Linked DNA regions of Mus musculus: regions 1 and 2 are each linked to region 3. Evidence: chromatin contacts called from public HiChIP or PLAC-seq data. All regions are on one chromosome and are shown on one strand. Each heading gives the region's core, a stretch centred on a gene start, on an enhancer-like site or on the middle of the called end of the contact. The rest is flanking DNA. Distances are from core to core; before and after follow the strand shown.

Region 1 (2,700 bases), core at 95-2,594, 220 kb after region 3:
GTAAGCCTGAATACCCAATCAGATGAATGTCTTCTCCACGCATCTTGTCACCTTTAAACAAAGGAATCTGGAAGCCACAGCAACATCTGTGTCCAAATATAGCCAAGCCTGTTTATTTTATTTTAATTGAAAATCAAATGACTTTAGATGAACAAATCATTTAGAAACAGCACATTTTTAGGTAATTCTTAAGATCATTTTGCCAACCAAGAAAGCAGCTTGATGTCAGGCTGTCTTCATAGGATCTTCTGAGCTGTGATGCTATCAGCGTGAAATCAGGGAGAGCATTCAAAAAAAAAAAAAAATCAGGGATGGCTTGAAGTGATTTGCACAAGAATTCTCGTTCCACAGGAAACCCACGTTCTAGACACAGGCTGACCCTTCCCTTGTAAGTAAGCTCACTCACGTCATTTGCTTACTTTTTTCTCAGCACAATTAAAGATGCAATTCATTAAAAGTCACAAAACGTTGTTTTGACAGACATTTCTATTAATGCTAGCAAACACGGAGCCAGTTCTAAGCCAACGCCGCCCTCACCTCTGCAAGTGGGAGAGTGGCTTTCAGACCCTCAGAGTTCCCATGAGTGACTCACACCTGCAGTGATCTTCCAGTCTGGGGTCTGGCCTGACAAATGCTTATTCCTTTAGGCTCACTGTGGTTTCTTTTAGAGGCAAGCCTGTGTGCTCAACAGTTTATGAAAGGGTAATAGGAACAGGAAGATAGTCGTGTTGTTTTTTCCTCGACCCTTGAGGATTAAGAATAAAAATTAAGCCAATTAAGGGGCCCCGATTGCCCTGAATGTCTTAGGAGGAAATGACTTTTTAAGGCATGTGGGAGTTATTAAAAAAAATATATCCCTTGGAATATTTCCTTCTGTGTGTTGATACACAGAGGCCTGTGGAATGGGCTCTCAGAAGGAAACAGTGACTTGGATAGAAACCACGTTGCTGTTGTAAATAGAAAGAGGTCAAGAGAGAGGTCGTATGCAGTTTTCCAGTTATCTTCTCATTGTGAGAAGTCACTGAATTCAGATACATCATGAATACTCTGGATAATGAAGGATCCCCCCAAACCATGTGTGGTAAGAAAAACATCAGGGATCTTTCTTTTTTTTTCTTCCTTCCCCCCCTCCTCCCCTTTTATTCTATTTATTGACATTCACCTTGAACCGTACAGTTTGGTTGTCATACTTTTCGGTGTCTGATGTCACAGGCAAACCATGCAGTATCAATGAGACTGTGACAGGCCGGAAGAGAGAGGCTTAGCCTCGCCTTTTGCATAGCACAAACAGCCTAGTGTGTTGGTGTGAGGCTGATTGCCTTGTGAGGGACCGGCCTCCTGCCTGGGATGTTCTCCGTCCTCTGTCTGCCCCCTAGTGGAAAGGTGAGGAATATGTGGGAGTTCGCTGAGGGTGTCTGAACGGAATCTGAAGTAAGGCTTCTTGAGACCTTCCTTCTACAGCCCCGTTTTCAAGCATGGCCTCTTCTTCACTCGGAGGAGAAGAACGCCAGCTCATTGAGTATTCTGCAGCCTCCCTAGAATGAATACCTCCATTTTGGTGTGCTTTTTCTAAGGCCTTCAGTCTGCCTGTGACAACCCTAATCCCCACGTCACGACACTTTCGCATGTGCAATCAGCGCCAGACACTTTTCCCAGGACGTGAAAATTATTCTTAGAGTCCCACAAACTAAAGAGTCCCACAGCACAGTGCTGTGCTGTTGAGCATGCTGCCACCACAAAAGCCCTGCGTTTCCCAGAATGTGTCTCTGGGATTTGTCATTTATTCACGAGAAACCTGCTGGTTGCCAGACACTTGGTTCTGGAGACACACAAACACTTGGCCAAGGCTCCTTCCTAGGGAAGCCTGTGGCCCAGAGAAGGAACAGTCTATCCTTGATTGCCACAGGATTCGGTCTGTGTTCCTACATACCCACGCTGCGCTGCAGTAGCAAAACCCATGGGGGCAGAGCCAGGGGATTGGTTCCAAATTCTAGTCACAACAAAGCTAAGCCAGCGAGTGCTTTGTTCAAATGACTCAGGTAGATAAATGAGGCCAGCACAGGCCGTCCTGACACCACACACCTCTAGAATGCCCTGGCTGTGCTCGGAGCCTCTGATGTCACCCGGTATTTTCATCCCTCCCCAAGTCAGAGTGTTCTGTGTCAGCTATGCGGATGTTGCTAAGGGGCTGGCCAGTTTCGCGGTGCGCTCCCTTAGCCGACCTGCATGCTCTCCCTGCTCTGGTGGCAGTCGGCTCGTGCCAGCCCTCCGCACTGCTTCGCTCATTTCAAGCCTCACTTTGGTTTTTGTTTTCTTCTTGAATCCCATTTTCTGCATTGCTGATTCCCAGATATGAAAGACCTAGAAAGGACGGATGAGCATTTCAATGACCCCAAAGCACTCTGTGTCGGGTATACAGACTCATACTTAAGGGTAATGGTGTTATTATTGGTATCGGAAATGCTGGAAGAAGAAAAACAAGATTGATATTCGAGGCTTCTGGCTCATGACAAGAATTAATGCAGAGAGGGTGGAGTCAGTGCTAGCTTGATAGTGAGACATCCAATGCAGGAGGATGCCTGCACAGAGCCCGGACAAGATGGCCTGTTTCCTGGGCCTGAGGTGTTGTGTTCCTCTCTCACTGATGCCCAAATTGGGTGAATGGTCATCTTCGCTAGTCCTCTCAGGCCTCCTTGAGAA
Region 2 (2,885 bases), core at 124-2,623, 200 kb after region 3:
TTCCTGCATCTGTTACTTTGTTGTGCTGGAGATAAACAGAATCTCCTTTATTAACCTCTGCACAATTTAAAAGGAATGAAAGCCCGAGTTTATCAAGTTCATGTTACTATCTTTATGTGCTGGCATTTGGCAATGTCTTCAGTCATTGTTTTTCATTATCGCTCTGGCTTTCAGAGCCTCCAGTGCAGTCACTTTGGCAAACTCGTGAATGCCAGCAGCCGTGTGAAGACAATGAGTGTCACTCTGTAATGTGACATGGGGAAATATTTTTCAATTTCCTAGCAGGTGCTGAGCTATGATTCTGACTCATAAAGGTGGTGATTATCTGTCTTTTCTGAAGTGAAGCAGCAGAGGGGAAAAAAGCATACTAAAACTAATGAAGAAAGCAAAAGTTGGGTCTGTTCTCTCTAGCTGGAGGATCTCTGGTCCTGGGAGTTGTTTTTCTCTCCTGTAAATGGATTGTTGTCTTGTGAAAGATAGCATCAGAGAGGATATTTGACTTTAGCAGGGACTGTTGGTGAACTGTATCCCTATACCTATGGACAATTCAAGAAAGATAAAAAGCATGAGGGCTTTATAGTGCTGAGTGTGGATGAAGCTTCTCGCAGACTGAAAAGAAATTCTTACCAGCTGCAGCACAAATACTGTTCAGAAAGGATTTTACATCAAGAGTTGTTTAACATCAGTATGCTTCATACAGGGAGGTCGCTGATCATATAGATGTGGTGTGTTAAGTAGAAACAGGAGTTGATTGATTCCTGTACAGCATGCATTGGTGATACAATGAATTAGACCCCATAATGGTTCTCCCTAGGTGTGGTGGAAGTGAAGGATAGGAGGGTGGTGGAGAAGGCTGATTTGACAGATGATATGAGAAGACCAGCTGACAGCAAAGGGAAGATGTTGCAGGATACATGTGCTTGAAGTATCAGAGGCCGGATACAGGACCAGAATATTTCCTCTATGCCTTCCTTCAGCATGGACATTATGTATCTCTATAAAATTTAGGAATCACAAACTTAAGAAATTATCTCTGAAGAGACAGCATTTATTTAAATGTCCTTGATCCATCCAGGGACCGGTAGCCTTATCAGTCAGTGGAGCCAAACTCCAGGCAGAGCTCAGGGAGTCATCTCCACAGCAAGGATTACAGCGGCCCCACCCATATCATCAGAGACATATAAAGGCGTCAGCAAAGTTCTCTTCCAATGGACTCATTTTTTCTCCAAAATTTGTTTCTTGCTTTCCAACTGCTTTGCTTAGTCTTCTGTAAGTAGATTTTGGGGTGTGGTCGCAGGAGGCCCGCCTGGAGGACTTCGGCGATGGAAGTGGGAGAGGCCCTATGAGTCTCACAGCAAGAATGAAGAGCCTCCTGCCTAAAGACGTTAGTCACTGGAAGTCATCCCTTTCTACCCACAGTGAGTCACAAGCCCCTCAGCCTCGCCTGTGGCGCAGAGGCTAAAGAACCAAAAACAGTTCATGCACATGTGAAACTACATTCGGGATGGACCATGACTGAAGGTCTGCTCCTGAGCTCAGCTTCCTCCAGCATCCTCGGGGGTGGGGTGGGGGTGTAGACCAAGCAGGAAAGTTCTTGCCCCTGTCCATCCTTCCCTCCCTTTGAACATCTTTCCCACACACTGCACACACCTTCCGACCACTGCAGCCAACAGTCTGCTTCTACCACCTGCATTTACAAGGCTTTTAACGTCTTCTGACCAGTCAGATATGCTGTTTATCCTCTCAGTTTCAACCACTGACTTCATTTAAGGTCATGTCCAAAAGGTGCTGTTTGCTACAGAGGGTCAAAAGTCACATTTTCTACTTTTTTTTCCCCTGTGAGTCTCACGCAGCAAATGCTCCTCTGTGTTCCTTTGACTTCCAAAGTTCTTGCTGGCCATAGTTTAACTGGATGCTTGCAGTCACACATCCACACGGTTCCCAAGCAGTGATTCTTAACCTTGTGAAAGTGCCAACGTTCTTTGAAATTGCAGTAGAAGGCAGGGCCTAGGCCCTCCTCAAGAGGACACATGTAAATATGTACAAGTGCTTCATGAAAATGCCAGGCTTCGCAGACCCTCTTGAAGCCTGTTCAGACAGTAACTCCAACCTAATGACCCCTGTTTAAACTCATTCTTCCAACTGTTCTGTGAGGTCATTGTATTGTGACCCATGGGAAAAACAAGGGCTGGTGAGTGGGACTCACCGCTGTCTGTGACTTGCCTGAAGTGGCTTCTGGCCAGGTTCCAAGTCTCCTCTGAAGCCTGTTTTGTGGACTTGTGTTTAGAAGAACAAAGCCAACACGGGAAGTACTTCTTCCAACAGGGTCTGCGTGTCAGAGCAGAGACTGGCATTCTTGGCGTTCTTGCCCATGTGATGATAGCTCCTGTCTGACTAAACCAACCTACAGAGTCCCACTTCGCCTCCTGAAGCAAGGTACCTTACCTAGGGTTAGAGAGACACATGTAAGAACAACAACCTCCTTGTTGTTGCAAATCTTTGACTTTCTCATGAGTAGTCCCCAGCTGTCTCCCCAAATCTGTCTGTACTGCCAGCTGGTCCATGAGGGTGCAGCCATACTGGGTCACTGTTGGGCAAGCAAGCTTTCTCTGTCAGCAGCCATGACTGTCATTCTCATGTCTTGACATAATGTGTTCCACACAAATCCTGGACCCTTTACTCAACTTTCCCCATGGATCTAAAGGCCTCTCTGTGTTCTAGCATGTGAATGATGTGTTGAGAAAGAGTCTCTGAAAGACATTGAGTGATGCTTTATGTAACAGCTCCAGTTTCAACTGTCAATACATGAGATTTGAAATGAAAATCTCCATGTAGCTGTTAATGCACAATGCCTCAGTCACTGCCTCAGAGATCCATCTTTTATT
Region 3 (2,700 bases), core at 140-2,639:
CACCCTTGCACATACGGGCAGCACCAACCAGCAAAGTGTATTATTAAAAAGAAAAAAAAATGAGGAGGCATGAAGTTAGGAGGGGAATGTGTTAGGGAGATATGGGAGGAGTTAGATAGGGAAATGGGGATATGTGTAAACACATAAACATCATCATATATATGTATAAATTCTCAATCGTGAAGAATATTTTTTAAATCAAAAGAACATATTTCTTGCAAAATTATCTTGAATGAGAGTTGCATAATCATTATTTACAAGAGTTTGTTTATTGTTCTTTGGTGGGTTTGTTGGTTTTTATTTGACAAAGTCTCACTGTGTAGCCTGGGCAGCCTTGAACCTGATATCTTCCAGTGTCAGCTTCTGGAATGCTGGGATTCCAAGTGTGCGTACCACATCACACCTGGATCAGTTTCTGTATGAAGAGGCCACTTTTATAAAACCCTTCTGCTGTATGTATGAAGGTGTGTGTGTGTGTGTGTGTGTGTGTGTGTGTGTGTGTGATACTTCTTACAATTAAACTGTCCAGATTTTAAAAAGCAATTTGTTTTTCCATGTTCCTGTTACTCTCCACAAATACCCTATAGGTGCTTCTGGCTTAAGGGCCTTCTGATGGTAGAGAGCTCTGTCACCATAGTATCACATACAAAATACTTTGTCTTAATTTTTTTTTGTTGCTTTTTTTAATTGTTTGTTTTGTGTGTTTGTTTGTTTGTTTGTTTGTTTGTTTTTGTCTTGTTTTTGGGCAGGGTCTTCCTATGTAGCCCTAGTTGTCCTGGAACTCACTATGTAGATCAGGCTAGCCTCGAACTCACAGAGCTCCACCTACTTCTGCCTCCAAAGTTCTGGGATTAAAGGTTTTTACCACTACACCTGGCGTCTTAAAATTTCTAATTTGCTCGAACGATAGCCCATCAGTTACAAAAGGCTTTTCCAGGAAATGCTGTGTGACTGTGAACCCTCAAGGATAGAGGCTGTGATGGAGAAGGCAACCAATCCATTTGCAAGTCCTCCATGGGAGGGCTGTTGTCACTCTTACTTGAGCAAAGGTAATATAAGCTTTACAATTGTCTTTGTTGATAATAAAATGTGCTTTTGAGAACTCATTTCCCCAACAAATATATGTATATGTGCTATTCAATGGAAGATTTCATTTGAATCCACTGCTGAGCAGAAGGTATCATGCTTTCTGATACACCTCTCTGTCCCTCCCTTCCTCCCTCCCTTTGCCTTGATAGCCTGAGAATTATGTGTTAAAACTTCATTTTAAAATGTAATGAGATGGATGATAAGGATGAATGGTGTGAAACACTATCTTCAGGGCATGGCATAGCCATTGTAACTACCGACTCTCAACAGCTGCAATTTTCTGTACTGGGCGTGCCCTAGATTGAATGCAGCAATAGTTAGTCAGGGGTAGGGAAGGGTGCACATGGTCCTGCCCTTCCCCTGGGAACTCTTGCCAATTGATGACTTCTCATGCTTACAAGCTTTTGTTGTGTAAACCTTGTTCCTTGATTTAAAACTATTGGTTAAATAGAATTAGCTATAGCCAATTACTGGAGGGATTGGAGGTAGGTGGGTTAGGAGTGACCTGGTTGGAGAAGAGACCAGGAGGAGGAGAAGGAGGAGGAAGAGCAAGAGGAGAGGAGGAAGCCGCCATGAGGAGAGATGGACAAAGGGCACATGGCCAGGAGAAACAGCAAGTATCTGGGGTACACTGCTAGGGAGGAGCCAGGCCAGCAGTGAGAAGAGTAGATTAGGGGTTACCCCTAAGTAATTGTCAGACCTAATAAAGTAAGTATAGTCTGAGTCTGTTTGTGTAAGGTAGCCGGGGATAAGCTTAGATTGGTTGTACAACAGATGGATGCTGACTGAGAGATGATCATTGTCTTCAGTTGTGTACTCACGGGTGAACTCATCAGCTACCAGAGAATAGTCCCTTAGCCTGTATTAGTTATTATTCTATCGCCATGATAAAAATGTCATAGCCAAGGCAACTTGTAGAAGAGAAAGTTTATTTTGGCTTAGAGTTGACTCAGTGTCCATCACTGTGGGGTGGGGCATGGCAGCAAACAGAGCAAACTAGAAGGGAGGCAAAGCTATATGTTTTCAGAGCCACCCCCAGTGGTGTACTTCCTTCAGCACAGCCAAGCTAAACTTTCTCAAAGAGCATCAGTCACTAGAGATCAAGTGTTCAAATGCCTGACCCTTTGGGGGGGACATTTCTCATTCAAACCACAGTAATAACACTCACAGTCACACAAATGCTCTTGGATAAACTCAGTGAGTCACAAGCCAAATGAACAGACATGAATATGGGAAATGGATTTGTAGGGGGGGGGGGGGTTGAGATGGGAGGGAGACTAAAGGTCCTGAGGAGAGAGTAGTGAGACTGCATTGCATGCAGATGTAAAATTGTCAGAGAATAACTATTTTAAAGATAAAACGAAGAAATTTAAACATAAACAACGCCAGGCATGATGGCACAGCTTTTAATCCCAACACTCAGGAGACAGAGATAGGTAGTTCTTTGTGAGTTTGTGGCCACATAGGGAATTTCAGGCTAGCCAGGGACTACATAGAGAGACTTTGCCTCAAAACCAAAACCAAACTAACAAACAAGACACCAAAAGAGGACAGGTATTGTGGTTCACACCTTTAGTCTCAGCACTCAAGAGGCAGAGGCATTATAATCTC

What was found. HiChIP or PLAC-seq counts read pairs in DNA pulled down with a chosen protein or histone mark.
Region 1: a FOXA1 HiChIP or PLAC-seq map of pancreatic cancer cells shows a contact between it and region 3. The contact joins two enhancer-like sites. A contact is called at or near these places in 2 of 15 datasets of contacts at CTCF or cohesin (both in the NIH/3T3 cell line), 51 of 484 Hi-C or Micro-C datasets (the AtT-20 cell line, the C2C12 cell line, the HL-1 cell line and 31 more), 30 of 115 datasets of contacts at active chromatin or transcription factors (the NIH/3T3 cell line, bone marrow-derived macrophages, cardiomyocytes and 18 more) and 1 of 9 other capture datasets (embryonic stem cells).
Region 2: an HNF4G HiChIP or PLAC-seq map of pancreatic cancer cells shows a contact between it and region 3. The contact joins two enhancer-like sites. A contact is called at or near these places in 11 of 484 Hi-C or Micro-C datasets (bone marrow-derived macrophages, brain, brown adipocytes and 7 more), 14 of 115 datasets of contacts at active chromatin or transcription factors (the NIH/3T3 cell line, bone marrow-derived macrophages, cardiomyocytes and 10 more) and 1 of 9 other capture datasets (embryonic stem cells).

What each region holds. Positions count from the first base shown.
Region 1 is chr3:65,862,132-65,864,831 of GRCm38.p6, forward strand. No RefSeq gene overlaps it. Among named protein-coding and RNA genes, the nearest start is that of Gm35039, 65 kb to the right of the region's middle. Within about 2 kb of position 1,345, at least 111 of the 459 cell types and tissues checked have an H3K27ac peak or open chromatin away from gene starts, as enhancers often do. A contact at or near this core is called in the C2C12 cell line, the HL-1 cell line, the NIH/3T3 cell line and 1 more, where this site is marked.
Region 2 is chr3:65,843,133-65,846,017 of GRCm38.p6, forward strand. No RefSeq gene overlaps it. Among named protein-coding and RNA genes, the nearest start is that of Gm25755, 73 kb to the left of the region's middle. Within about 2 kb of position 1,374, at least 65 of the 459 cell types and tissues checked have an H3K27ac peak or open chromatin away from gene starts, as enhancers often do. A contact at or near this core is called in the NIH/3T3 cell line and pancreatic cancer cells, where this site is marked.
Region 3 is chr3:65,641,737-65,644,436 of GRCm38.p6, forward strand. No RefSeq gene overlaps it. Among named protein-coding and RNA genes, the nearest start is that of Mir8120, 16 kb to the right of the region's middle. Within about 2 kb of position 1,390, at least 17 of the 459 cell types and tissues checked have an H3K27ac peak or open chromatin away from gene starts, as enhancers often do. A contact at or near this core is called in the C2C12 cell line, the HL-1 cell line, the NIH/3T3 cell line and 1 more, where this site is marked.